Regions from separate parts of the Macaca mulatta genome. Here region 2 is linked to region 1. The links are chromatin contacts, called in public Micro-C maps. All regions are on one chromosome and are shown on one strand. The core of a region is the stretch at or near the end of the contact, and the rest is flanking DNA. Distances in the headings are between cores, read along the strand shown.

The links. Hi-C and Micro-C count contacts between places; a contact is called where the count stands out from the background.
Region 2: a Micro-C map of CD4 T cells shows a contact between it and region 1, with 10 times the contacts expected there. The contact joins the enhancer-like site here to the promoter of STK17B in region 1. A contact is called at or near these places in 4 of 14 Hi-C or Micro-C datasets (CD4 T cells, blood, cortical neurons and 1 more).

The regions. Positions count from the first base shown.
Region 1 is chr12:101,134,751-101,140,863 of T2T-MMU8v2.0, reverse strand. STK17B (serine/threonine kinase 17b) reads left to right here and starts at 3,024. Exons shown (of 8, transcript XM_015131912.3): 1 at 3,024-3,269.
Region 2 is chr12:101,236,550-101,242,793 of T2T-MMU8v2.0, reverse strand. It overlaps HECW2 (HECT, C2 and WW domain containing E3 ubiquitin protein ligase 2), which reads left to right. Exons shown (of 29, transcript XM_015131908.3): 16 at 1,901-2,003; 17 at 4,648-4,744. Among named protein-coding and RNA genes, the nearest start is that of STK17B, 100 kb to the right of the region's middle. Within about 2 kb of position 1,578, at least 4 of the 40 cell types and tissues checked have an H3K27ac peak or open chromatin away from gene starts, as enhancers often do. A contact at or near this core is called in CD4 T cells, where this site is marked.

The sequences.
Region 1 (6,113 bases), core at 1,775-4,274:
TTGCCATTACCAGAGAGGATCACCTGCCCTGGCCACATGTGGTAAGCCACTTGCAGTGACTGGGAAGGATCACTCCTAGTCAGTGTGTGATTACTAACCTGGAGTGATCCGGGAGGACCACTGCATTTGTTTGCTCGGGCTGTCATAACAAATACCACAGAGCAGACGGCTTTAACAACAGACAGTTCTGGAGGCTAGAGGCCCTTGATCAAGATATCAGCAGGTCTTGTTTCTTCTGAGACCTCTCTGCTTGCTTTGCAAATGGCCACCTTCTTGTTATGTCCTCACAGGGTTGACCCTTAGTCAGTGTTGTATGTGTCCTAATTTATTCTTATCAGGACATGGTCATCTTGGATCAGGGGCCACTCATCTCGTTTTACCTTAATTACTTCTTTAAAGGCCCTATCTCCACATACGGTCATACTCTGAGTTCCTGAGGGTTAGAATTTCAACGTATGAACTGGAAAAGAACACAACTGAGCCCATAACAACCACCATCCATGGTCAGACTGTGTCATTCAAGGAAGGTCAACTTAATGAACTGTGTGGTCAGAGGCAATGACCACAGAATGAACATCAGCTCACCTGGAGATTTCCTACTTGAGGGAATGAGAGCAAGAACATAATCTCTGACATGGTTACGAATGAGTTTAGGTAAATGAGGTGGATGGAGGAATGTGTTGACTTCTGAATTTTCCTGCAAGGCCACAGATGTACTGTCTCCTCCTCAGCACCATGAATTCCTTGTTTCTTGAACCACAGTGCCTGAGACCAAGTAAGTGCAGTTGAATGTCCTTGGGATAGTGTGATAAATCCTAGTTAACAAATCTGGGCCGGGCACGGTGGCTCAAGCCTGTAATCCCAGCACTTTGGGAGGCCGAGATGGGCAGATCACGAGGTCAGGAGATCGAGACCATCCTGGCTAACACGGTGAAACCCCGTCTCTACTAAAAAATACAAAAAACTAGCCGGGCGAGGTGGCAGGCGCCTGTAGTCCTAGCTACTCGGGAGGCTGAGGCAGGAGAATGGCGTGAACCTGGGAGGCAGAGCTTGCAGTGAGCTGAGATCCGGCCACTGAACTCCAGCCTGGGCGACAGAGCGAGACTCCGTCTCAAAAAAAAAGAAAAAAAAAAAAAAACAACAAATCTGACATCAGGCACAAGGGTTAACAACCTATTTAGGGTCATAAAAGAAACACAAACTATCAGCCCTGCACCAAAGAACATAAGGCAGAGGTGATCAGGCTGGGAAGAGAAAGTAGGAATCAGCAGAGTTCTGATTCCCGAAGAGGGTAACCTTCTTAAAGTCAGAAACTGATGAACAGGTGTGGATGAGGAGGATGGTGATAAGCTGGAGCTAAGGCAGAAGCAGGAAAATGCAAGACATGACAATATCCCTAGGAGGCTGGCTGATTACAGCAGAGGTATTGTGACCAAGAGGACTGGCTTACAGTGGTGCCAGAGAGAGAAAAGTCTGTGTCTAGGTGTGAAGTGATGTGGGACTGGATTCGTGACAGGGAGGATGGGGTGAGTGTGAGAAGGTTGCCAAAAGCTGGCAATTGATGAAATGTTGAAATTAAGGAGGTCCAAAGTTAAACACACAACCCCAAAACCCACCATAATGATGTAATCCTGTGACCACCATGAGGTTACTAGTTTTGGTACTGGTGCTGAGACCTCTGGAATGCAACACCTATGTTCATGAAAGAAAAGATGGAAACAGTCTCATTGCTTACGGATTCTTAGACCCCAGAAAAGTTAATTCCAGTGTGTGGCATTTTGTTTATTTTCATCCTAACTTTAGGCTTCTCTAGTCAGCCCAATTGTTAGCAACGAGACATTAGATAGATGGAAGCAATATTCTTCATTTGACAAGGTTTAGGGGCAAGACATTATTAAACCGGGATGAGTTTTGGTAAGTAACAACAAACAGACTTCATAAAAAGGGCTGTGATGTATTCGATACCTTTTTCTTGGGGAAAATGCAGTGGGAAAGGGAAACAGCTAGCTTCATAGGAATTTGCTTGGCTTGGTGGGATAGAACAAGAAAACCTGTCCTTTATATGTTAACTGAGCATTAAGTCTTTTGAAAGCAAGAGCACGACTCCACTCCCAGTATCTTTTCCCAAGGAAGGGTTTTCTGCAATTATCTTAAATGTCCTCTGAAAGCAATCCTAGATTACATAACTAATCCCATATATGTATGAGTATGTGTGTATCCTATACATATAAACTAGGATTATATATCTATGTAAAACATTTGTGTCTTGCACAGAACTTTGAAAATTTCCACTGTCTTCAAAGGGTAACAGATCTTGAGTACGTTGCTGAGGGCTTTCATCTTTTTCCTTGGCACCATATATGCAAAATCGGTTATTCAGCCTATTGGGACCCTCCCTACATTGCCTTCAGTCAGTGCCTCAGAAGGGACACCATTCGCGACAGCAGACTTTAGCAGTGGGGTCCGGGTTCCATAAATCCCCAACTGATGTTGACGCTCCGAGGAACCTCTGCCAAGTTGAAGAAAACTGGGTTCTCCACTTAGAAGGTAGGTTCAGGTCCTAAGGAAGATTCCCAGGAAGAGTCAGAAAATAGGTCTTTGGTAGGCACTAAAGTTTGGTAACTAGTTGCAGGCAGCTGGGATTTTGCGGCTTCCTTCTCCCGGGTCTCCGGATATTCACACCTCTCGACTGACCTCTCTGAAGGTAGGAAGGAGTGCACCCAGCAGGAGCTCCAGCCCTACGTGCCTCCTCTGCAGCGCCGCCCCTCCGCCCCTCCCTCGCGGCAACCCCGGTGCGTCCCACCTGCGCCGCCACGCCGCAGCGCCTCCCCGCCCCGCCTGGGGCCGGCCCGGAGCCGCACCCTCTCACCGCCGGGCCCCGCCCCGTACACGCGCCCCCAGCCGGTCCCCCGCCCCTCCCGTCACGTGACAGACCCACCCTCCGCACGCGCTCCGATTGGCTCTCCCGACCTAGGGGGAGGGATCTGGCGAACGGCAATGCTCCAGACGCGGCTGCAGTTTTCAAACCTCAACTGCAAGCTTCGGTAGTTCACTCCGCTGCCGTCGCCGGGAGTCACTTCACGGAAAGCCAAGTCACAACCGTCGGCCCTTGTCTGGAAAAGTAAAAGTGGGTCCTGCCACGTTCGGGGCTCCCTGGCGCCTCACCCGGCTGGAGCTAGAGAACTCGTCCTGTGGCGGCCCCCGGCGTGGGGCGGGACAGCGGCCCCCTCGTGGGGGCAGTCCCAGGAGAACCTGCAGCGGCCGGAGCGGTCAGTGTCCTGCGGGATTGGCGGGTGGGCTCGGGGCTGCGACGGAACCAGCCCCCTCGGTGCAGAGACCTGGAACGTGAGGAAGGAGGAGCCGAGGAGCGTTTAGGCGGTGCGGGGGGTTCCAGGATCCCTTCGGATCCCCGGCTTGGCTGAGAGGGGCTCAGACTCCGTCGCCGCTCAGGTAGCCGATTGCTGCTGGCGCCTCTCCGCTTTGGGACTGGAGTCCCGGTTCCCTGTGGTTCGGCGCCGGGAGCGGCCGGCGGTCCTCCCACCACCCTCCTCAGCCCGGGCGCGTGTCTGTGTCTGTGCGTGTCCGTGTGTCCCCGTGTGCCCTCCACCCGGCCGGCCCGGGCTCTCCCCGGGTCGCGCCAGGCAGGGCCGCCTTCGTGGCGGGCCCGCGCTGGTCCCTTCCACAGCACGGCCACGCGGTCACCCTTGCCTCTCCCGAGTCCCAGCTGCGGCGTGGGCACGGGGCGCGTTCCCATAGAACTCGTGGTCGCGTCCAGCTCCCAGCTGTCTTTAGTCTAGAGAAAGTTCGTGCTCATCTTGTGGGACGTTTTCAGTTACTGCTTGGGAACAGTGTTTTAAAACCAGCGAGAGAGCAAGACGGGCTACAGCTGTTTCTGTGATTTTTTCAGCGATCTGATTTTTACTTTGATGCCTTGTAACCCACTTAGTGTGCACGACTCATCCTCAAACTATACGACTACTGGATGCCAACGATTTTTGACATTTACCCAGGCTCTTTGTTTTATTGTAGGGAAAAGCGTTTCATTTGAATTCCCTCCGAGGGAGTAGAGACAAAGTTGAAAGAGGCTTTATAGCAGCTGGTAGCTGGCATTAGTTTCTGTCCGGACTAGAGGCACTCTGACATCAATTTGGAAATTGGAGTTAAGAAACGAAATACGTTTTTAAAACCATAATACTGATCAGATTTCACTAATATTTAAACACATGAGGACTGTGTATCACATTCACCGATTGTTTTGTCGACGTAATGTTTACATCTGTGGTGCTAATGATAAGCTGAACCTTGCCAGGGACGTTTGACGTGTGTGACGTGTGGCCACTTTACGTTTTCAAGTCTATGAGAATGTCTGCGCGGAGACAGCATAGCCCTGTAGAAATGAGTGGCAGCGTTTTTGAACCCAGCAGCACAATTTTATTAAAGGAAAATATAATAAACTTACTTTCTCATTGATAACACTTTTTTAGTTTTATGGTGAACTGCTCAGAAGTAATTTTCAACAAGTGCTTATTTTATAAATATTAGACCGTATACCCGTAGGATTGTGTATTAAAAAAAAAAAAAAAAAAAAAAAAAACTGGTCCATAGAGGCAGTGCAAAAGTTTTACACTCATATCCCTCGGATCCTCCTCCTCGGAGCAGATGCTCAATTAAATTTTTTCTACTATCTTAATAATTGGAGGCATGAATAGATGTTTTATTTTTGAGATACATATTGTACATTTTAGATCACTTTTTTCTAAAGTAGGGATCCAAAATTGAGGTGAAATATATTTGCTTACCTGGCAAGACTTTTTAAAAGTAGAATTTCTGTAATTGGAGACCATCCTTTTTTGTGTGTGGATAGAATGGTTGCAGTTTATCTTGGGATCATTGATTGGTGAATTACAATTTGGTTAAGATAGAATCCGTTTTTAGGAAGTAGGAGGCTTGACTAATCGCTGTGTTAGCATATGAGTAACAAATTTGAAGAAGATACAAGCATTTTTATGGCGGACGTTTCTAGTCAGATAATTTTATTTTTAAGCTTGCACTGTTTTACTGCTGTTAAGTGAACATTTTAACATGTTTTAAAGCTCTTTGATAATTATAAGGGAGAATTTCCTTATCAAAATATTTTTGTTTTAATTTTAGAGACACCAGAAATCAAGGAAATCAGTTAATGACACTTTCACTTAATCCTTAAATTGTCCCCAAATTGCATGCATAGTATATTGTAATTCACATTTTCTGTGTGTAAGATTGTCAGTTAAGAATGGTATTCTGGCCGGGCGCAGTGGCTCACGCCTGTAATCCCAGCACTTTGGGAGGCCGAGGCGCGCGGATCATGAGGTCAGGAGTTCGAGACCAGCCTGACCAATATGGTGAAACCCCGTCTGTACTAAAAATACAAAAATTAGCTGGGCATTGTGGCGCGTGCCTGTAGTCCCAGCTACTCAGGAGACTGAGGCAGAAGAGTTGCTTGACCCGGGAAGCGGAGGTTGCAGTGAGCGGAGATCGTGCCACTGCACTCCAGCCTGGGCAACAGAGCGAGACTCTGTCTCAAATAAAATAAAATAAAATAAAAAAGAATGGTATTCCTAGGCTTACTACTTTTCAAGGATACTGATTGATTCTTCTTTTTGTAAAGAAATCTTTTGCACTGTATGGGTATTTGTTTTGTCAAAAACATTAGCAATCATTTATCTACTACCTTTCCACTTAGGAAAACTTCAAATGTCAGTTGCTTTAGTTTTTCATCATATTGATGACAAAATTCAGTGATTTTATGTTTAAGTACTGTAGTTTGTATTCTATGGTGGACTGTTATCAAAGGCTATTTCTTTGAATATTTCAATTAAATGTTCTTACAAAGTTACAAACACGTATTTTTATCTATGTTGTAATGTTGCAATTTTCAAGGCATACTTAATTAAAAGTTTTTTATTATCCTTTTCCCAGAACATTTAACCTCAAACTTCAGTGCCATTTAAAAGATGTATATTAGTTTCTTTTAATATTTATATGCATTATATTTTGGTTCATCCCTGACCCTTTGCAATTACTCCAAAAGAGTGTGTAGTGATACTCTAAGCATTGAAAATTTTTAACAGTGA
Region 2 (6,244 bases), core at 329-2,828, 100 kb before region 1:
CATCCCTCAAAGCCAGTAACTCAAGAGAAGCAGGATGTGAAAACTTCTAATTACATACATGAGTCATTTCAGCCACCATCTTGTATTCCTTCAGCAAATATTCCAGTCAGTAGAAAGATTGATGTCCTTTCCATCTAACAAGCTAACACCAAACACCTACTACAATGAAGAAACATAATGGTTGCTGTTATAAGGGATGCAAATAAATAACACATTTCCTGCATCCTTTTTCTTTTTCTTTTTCTTTTTTTTTTTTTTTTTTTTGAGACTGAGTCTTGCTCTGTTACCAGGCAGGAGTGCAGTGGTGCAATCTCGGTTCACTGCAACCACTGCCTCCCGGGTTCAAGAAATTCTCCTGCTTCAGCCTCCCGAGTAGCTGGGACTATAGGTGCCTGCCACCACACCCGGCTAATTTTTGTATTTTTAGTAGAGATGGGGTTTCACCGTGTTGGCCAGGATGGTCTCGATCTGTTGACCTTGTGATCCAGCCGCCTTGGCCACCCAAAGTGCTGGGATTATAGGCGTGAGCCACCACGCCTGGCCCACACATTTCCCGCATTCTTAATAGGCGAGGAAAACATGAAACCATACTACAAATGAATAAAAATATGAATGAAAAATGCTTTGTAAATTTTCTTTTTTTAATAGTTGGGAAAGAAAAATATACCTTTAGATAATCATGTTTTTTTCTTTTTATTTATATCTTTCTAGCTTTATTGTGGTATAATTGACAAATAATATAAACTGTTCGCAATGGCAGCTGCTTGTTCTGCTTGTTCTGTGGGAGCTCAGAGAAGGTTGTATTTAACTTGGGCTTGAAGGAGAGGGAAGACCTTGTTGAGGAGGGGCTGTTTGAACTACTCTTTGAAGAATGAGTGAGAGCATTCTTAAAGGACAAGCAAGCGGTGGAGGGTGGGGAGGATATTTTTAGCATTAGGGTCTTTAGAAAAATCTTCAGCAAATACCCAAGTGATGCCATATGATAAAAGGGCTGCAAATGGTTGTGGGTGGAATAAAAGTCTGTTTTCAAAATCCCAGTTTATAAATCCAGTGCAGTATGTTATTTTTTCTTATTCTCTCTTATACTACTGTTCTACTATTGTCTTAAAAGACTTCTGTAATATGGGGAAAAATGCTAAAGCAGAAGCGAAAAAAACATTAGAGTTTTCTGGTAAGACTGTTGATGGATATTTTTGGTTATCTACTTGTGTGTATGAGTTTCTAAATCTATATTAGGTGCAATAAATAATTCAGGTTAGGACAACCCTATTTAGCTCCTCCGCACCTGTTCCTATTAGCACCCTGGTGTGGGAGGCTCAAACCAGAAAGATCTGTTGTACCAGGTGTTCTAATAGGCACAGAAAATTGCTCCTGAGGAGATAATATACTAACTCGGAACCCCACATGAAGATTGCTGCTCTTCAACCCCTCCTCTGCTGAGCCAGGGAATTCCCTGGCCTGCCTCAGCCAAAAGAAGAAATATCTTGGCACTGCCCCAAAACATTTTATACCACTCAGTCTTCCCTTTGATTGTGTTGTTGCAGACTGTGCTCTGTCAACGCAGAAGTTAGTCCTGATGAACAAGTCTGCTGTTTAGCTGCTGCAGCCTCCGTAATTATAAGCAGATTGAACTACTTCTGTGCCGCTTGGTAAAGAGTCACTGCCCCAGCCCCTCTCAAGAATGTGGATGCCTCAAATCCTTCCCCCCCTCCCCATTTGGCCACTAAAACAAGACTTTCAATAACTAAGAACCCTGCTTCAGCTCCACAGCTGGTGTCCGTTCTGATCAAGTGGTACTTCACCATGCTCATTGTTAATATTTTGAACAACTTGGTTTGGGATGCTGATACAGAGCATTCTGGCTCTTGGTGCAGAATATAAAAGATGCCTCTGTTTGCAGGTAGGAGAAGATTCTCGACATGCAGGACCACCAGTTCTTCCCAGGCCATCCAGTACATTCAATACAGTCAGTAGGCCACAGTACCAGGACATGGTTCCAGTGGGTATGTCATCCCTTTCCAGAAATTATCTGTCCTTTTGTGCTGTTATCTGTACCATGTACATCTGTACCATGTACACACTTCTCCTGTTGTTAGCCTGCTACTTTTTGCCCTGTATTGAGAAATTGCTGCATTATCCTTAAGAAATGTACAACAAAATCCTATATACTTGAGTCTCAAAGGGCTTCTGTCTTATCATATCCTAAAGGATGAGATTGTTTTTTAATAGCACCCTACCTTTCCTGAGTAGAGGTATTATATTAGATTATTGAAGTTAAGGAAAAATAATTTATTAAGGTAATATGTTATGCAATCATTATAAATTAAGAATTTGGACGAGCATATACTTAGTATATATTTAAGGCTGAGACAGAATTTAAATGGCATGTGAATCTGTAGCAGCCTCACAAAATAAACAATCAAAGAGAGCACATTCTTAAGGGCTTTTGTCACAAATAGAAGGCAGCAAGAACCTCTAAAATAGTAAAATAAAAATAAATGAATGTAGGAAAAAGTCCTAAAAAACAACTTGAGTTGTTATTAAAAGGATGAGGTTGAAGTAGATCGGTGGTTGCCAAACCTGAAGTGCCTAAGGCAGGGGGAGTGGACAGACTGGTGGGAGGCCATATGGGCTCCGTGCTCCGTCTTAAATAAGACTAGGTTGGCTGGGCACAGTGGCTCACGCCTGTAATCCCAGCATTTTGCGGGGCCAAGATGGGCAGATCACAAGGTCGACAGATCGAGACCATCCTAGCTAACACAGTGAAACCCCGTCTCTAGTAAAGATAAGAAAAAATTAGCCAGGCCTGGTGGCATGCACCTGTAGTCCCAGCTGCTCAGGAGGCTGAGATAGGAGAATCACTTGAACCCGGGAGGCGGAGGTTGCAGTGAGCCGAGATTGCACCACTGCACTCCAGCCTAGGGACAAAGCAAGACTCAGTCTCAAAAAAAAAAAAAAAAAAAAAAAAAAAAAAAAAAAAAAATTTAGACCAGCTCTCCATTTATCTTTGTTTTAAAACGTTTTTGTTTCTTTTTTTTATTATTATACTTTAAGTTCTAGGGTACATGTGCACAACATGCAGGTTTGTTACATATGTATACATGTGCCATGTTGGCGTGCTGCACCCATTAACTTGTCATTTACATTAGGTATATCTCCTAATGCTATCCCTACCCCCTCCCCCTACCCCACGACAGGCCCCAGTGTGTGATGTTCCCCGCCCTGTATCCAAGTGTTCTCATTGTTCAATTCCCACCTATGAGTGAGAATGTGCGGTATTTGGTTTTTTGTCCTTGCAATAGTTTGCTGAGAATGATGGTTTCCAGCTTTATCCATATCCCTACAAAGGACATGAACTCATCCTTTTTTATGACTGCGTAATATTCCATGGTGTATCTGTGCCACATTTTCTTAATCCAGTCTATCATTGATGGACATTTGGGTTGGTTCCAAGTCTTTGCTATTGTGAATAGTGCTGCAATAAACATATGCGTGCATGTGTCTGTATAGCAGCATGATTTATAATCCTTTGGGTATATACCCAGTAATGGGATGGCTGGGTCAAATGGTATTTCTAGTTCTAGATCCTTGAGGAATCGCCACACTGTCTTCCACAATGGTTGAACTAGTTTACAGTCCCACCAACAGTGTAAAAGTGTTCCTATTTCTCCACATCCTCTCCAGCACCTGTTGTTTCTTGACTTTGTAATGATCGCCATTCTAACTGGTGTGAGATGGTATTTCATTGTGGTTTTGATTTGCATTTCTTCTACCTCCCTGGCTGACTACTAATTAATCAGAAGATGGTTTTTCATTTCTGACTTGTCATTTCTGTGAGGCTGATTTTCATAAGCTTAAAATGATCAAGATCTAGAATCTCATTGGTGACCTCATCTTGCCATTTGATAATAAATATGGCTTATCAAATGAGTTTACTAAGAATGTTTAACTAAGCCACAGCTAACAGATCTAAGTCCAATAATCATATAAAAGGTTAGATAGAAATTGGAATGTAAGCACCTACAGTGGTGAGCACAGTCTAGTTCTAAACTATAACTTTGAGTATAAGTAATATTAGCCAGAAAAACAGATTTCATTTATTTTTTTATTTTTCAGTAGAAACAAGTTCTCACTATGTTGCCCAGGCTGGTCTTAATCTCCTGAGCTCAAGTGATCCTCCCAACTCAGACTCTCAAAGTGCTGGGGTTACAGGCGTAAGCTACCATGCCTAGCTGAAAAACAGATGATTTTGAAAAGTTTGGATGTATAGTCCGGGCGCAGTGGCTTACGCCTGTAATCCTAGCACTTTGGGAGGCCGAGGCAGGTGGATCAAGATCAGGAGTTTGAGATTAGCCTGGCCAACATGGCAAAACCCCATCCCTTTTAAAAATACAAAAAAAAAAAAATTAGCTGGGCATGGTGGCGGGCACCTATAATCCCAGCTACTTGGGAGGCTGAAGCAGGAGAATTGCTTGAACCCATGAGGGCAGAAGTTGCAGTGAGCTGAGATGATGCCACTTCACTGCAGTCTGGGTGAAAGAGTGCAACTGCACCTCACACACACACACACACAAGTTTGGATTTATATACATAAAACTAATAATAGATTCTTTTTTAAATTGTTGTCTTTTCTGATTTTTTTTTCAGCTTACAATGACAAGATTGTTGCATTTCTACGTCAACCCAATATCTTTGAAATTCTACAGGAGCGTCAACCTGATCTTACCAGGAATCACTCACTCAGGTAACAATAATATTGGTATCTGGTTCATGTTGCATAAGCACAAACCATTAAATCTTAGTTGTACTGATATTTGTCTTGGAAATTTATTCTTTCTTTCTGACATCCTTTGCTAAAACATCTTGTATGCAAATATTTTGTCATCATCACCAGGTATTGCAGTGCTGACTTCTCTCTATTAAGTATAAAAGTTGAATAAAATCAGCCAGGCTCAGTGACTCACACCTGTAATCTCAGCACTTTGGGAGGCCAAGATGGGCAGATCACGAGGTCAAGAGATCAAGACCATCCTGCCCAACATGGTGAAACCCCGTCTCTACTCAAAATACAAAAATTAGCTGAGCGTGGTGGTGCGTGCCTGTAGACCCAACTACTCGGGAGGCTGAGGCAGGAGAATCGCTTGAACCTGGGAGGTGGAGGTTGCAGTGAGCTGAGATCGTGCCACTGCACTGCAACCTGGTGACAGAGTGAGACTCCATCTCAAAAAAAAAAAAGGTTGAATAAAATCAACTAAACAATCCAGAATCCTATTTAAAAAAAGAAATATGAAAAAAACACAAAAAAATTAAGCCAAGAGTTTATCCTAGATGTGCAGATTATGATGAAATTAATGACATAACCTTTTTGAGTGTAACTTGAGTAAGCAAAAGTAGCATACAGTTTATTGAATTGAGATGCGTAGAGTTCCAGATTTGGTATTCACATTTTTCCATAATAAAAACAGATTAGAACCTAAGTAGGGAATGTGATACTCTCTAAAACTGAGCCTCCCCTTGCATGAACCCTCTCTTCTAAACAACTTTTCAAAGCATCGTGCCTCAGGCCCGGTTTTACTTTCCTGAATACATGCTGTTCCCCTTCCCTGGCAAGCTTTTCTCTCCTTCTGAGTTTGGGAAGCAAGATTTTTCCACTAAAACCCAGCAGAAGCGTTCCCTCCTTGAAATCTTTCAACTCCACTGTGGACTCTCACTTTCATGATCTAGATTAGTATTTCTCTATCTAAGTGTGCTAGGCATCAGTGGGGATAGGAAAAGAAGAGTTTCTGCTGACAATCTTTCTTAACCCCAACTCCAGTTGTCACCTTTACTGGTAGAAGTATATTTGCCTGGTGGTACCATCCTGGCCCACAGCAGTGATTCTCAAATACTGATCCACTAAGTTGTGCCAAACTGTTTTCATCAGTATGACCTGGGAAGCTTATATAATACAAAATGCCAGGTCCTGCCTCCTCCAATTCCTCTCCCTTCTGTGAATTTATATCCCCTGTTCTCCCATGCCCTACCCAGAAATTTAATTCAAGAGGTCTGGGGTGGAGCCTAATAATTATTTTTTCAAAACCTCTCTGTATAATTGTGATGGCACAGTTGGCTGCAATAACCTTTGGTCTTGACACTATTTTGATGATTAGTCATGAAATGTATCACATTGTCCTTTGTACTGTTTTGACTTTATGACTTTTGTGTTTTGGTTTGACTTTTCAAGTCCTTATGTGTTATTTTCCAG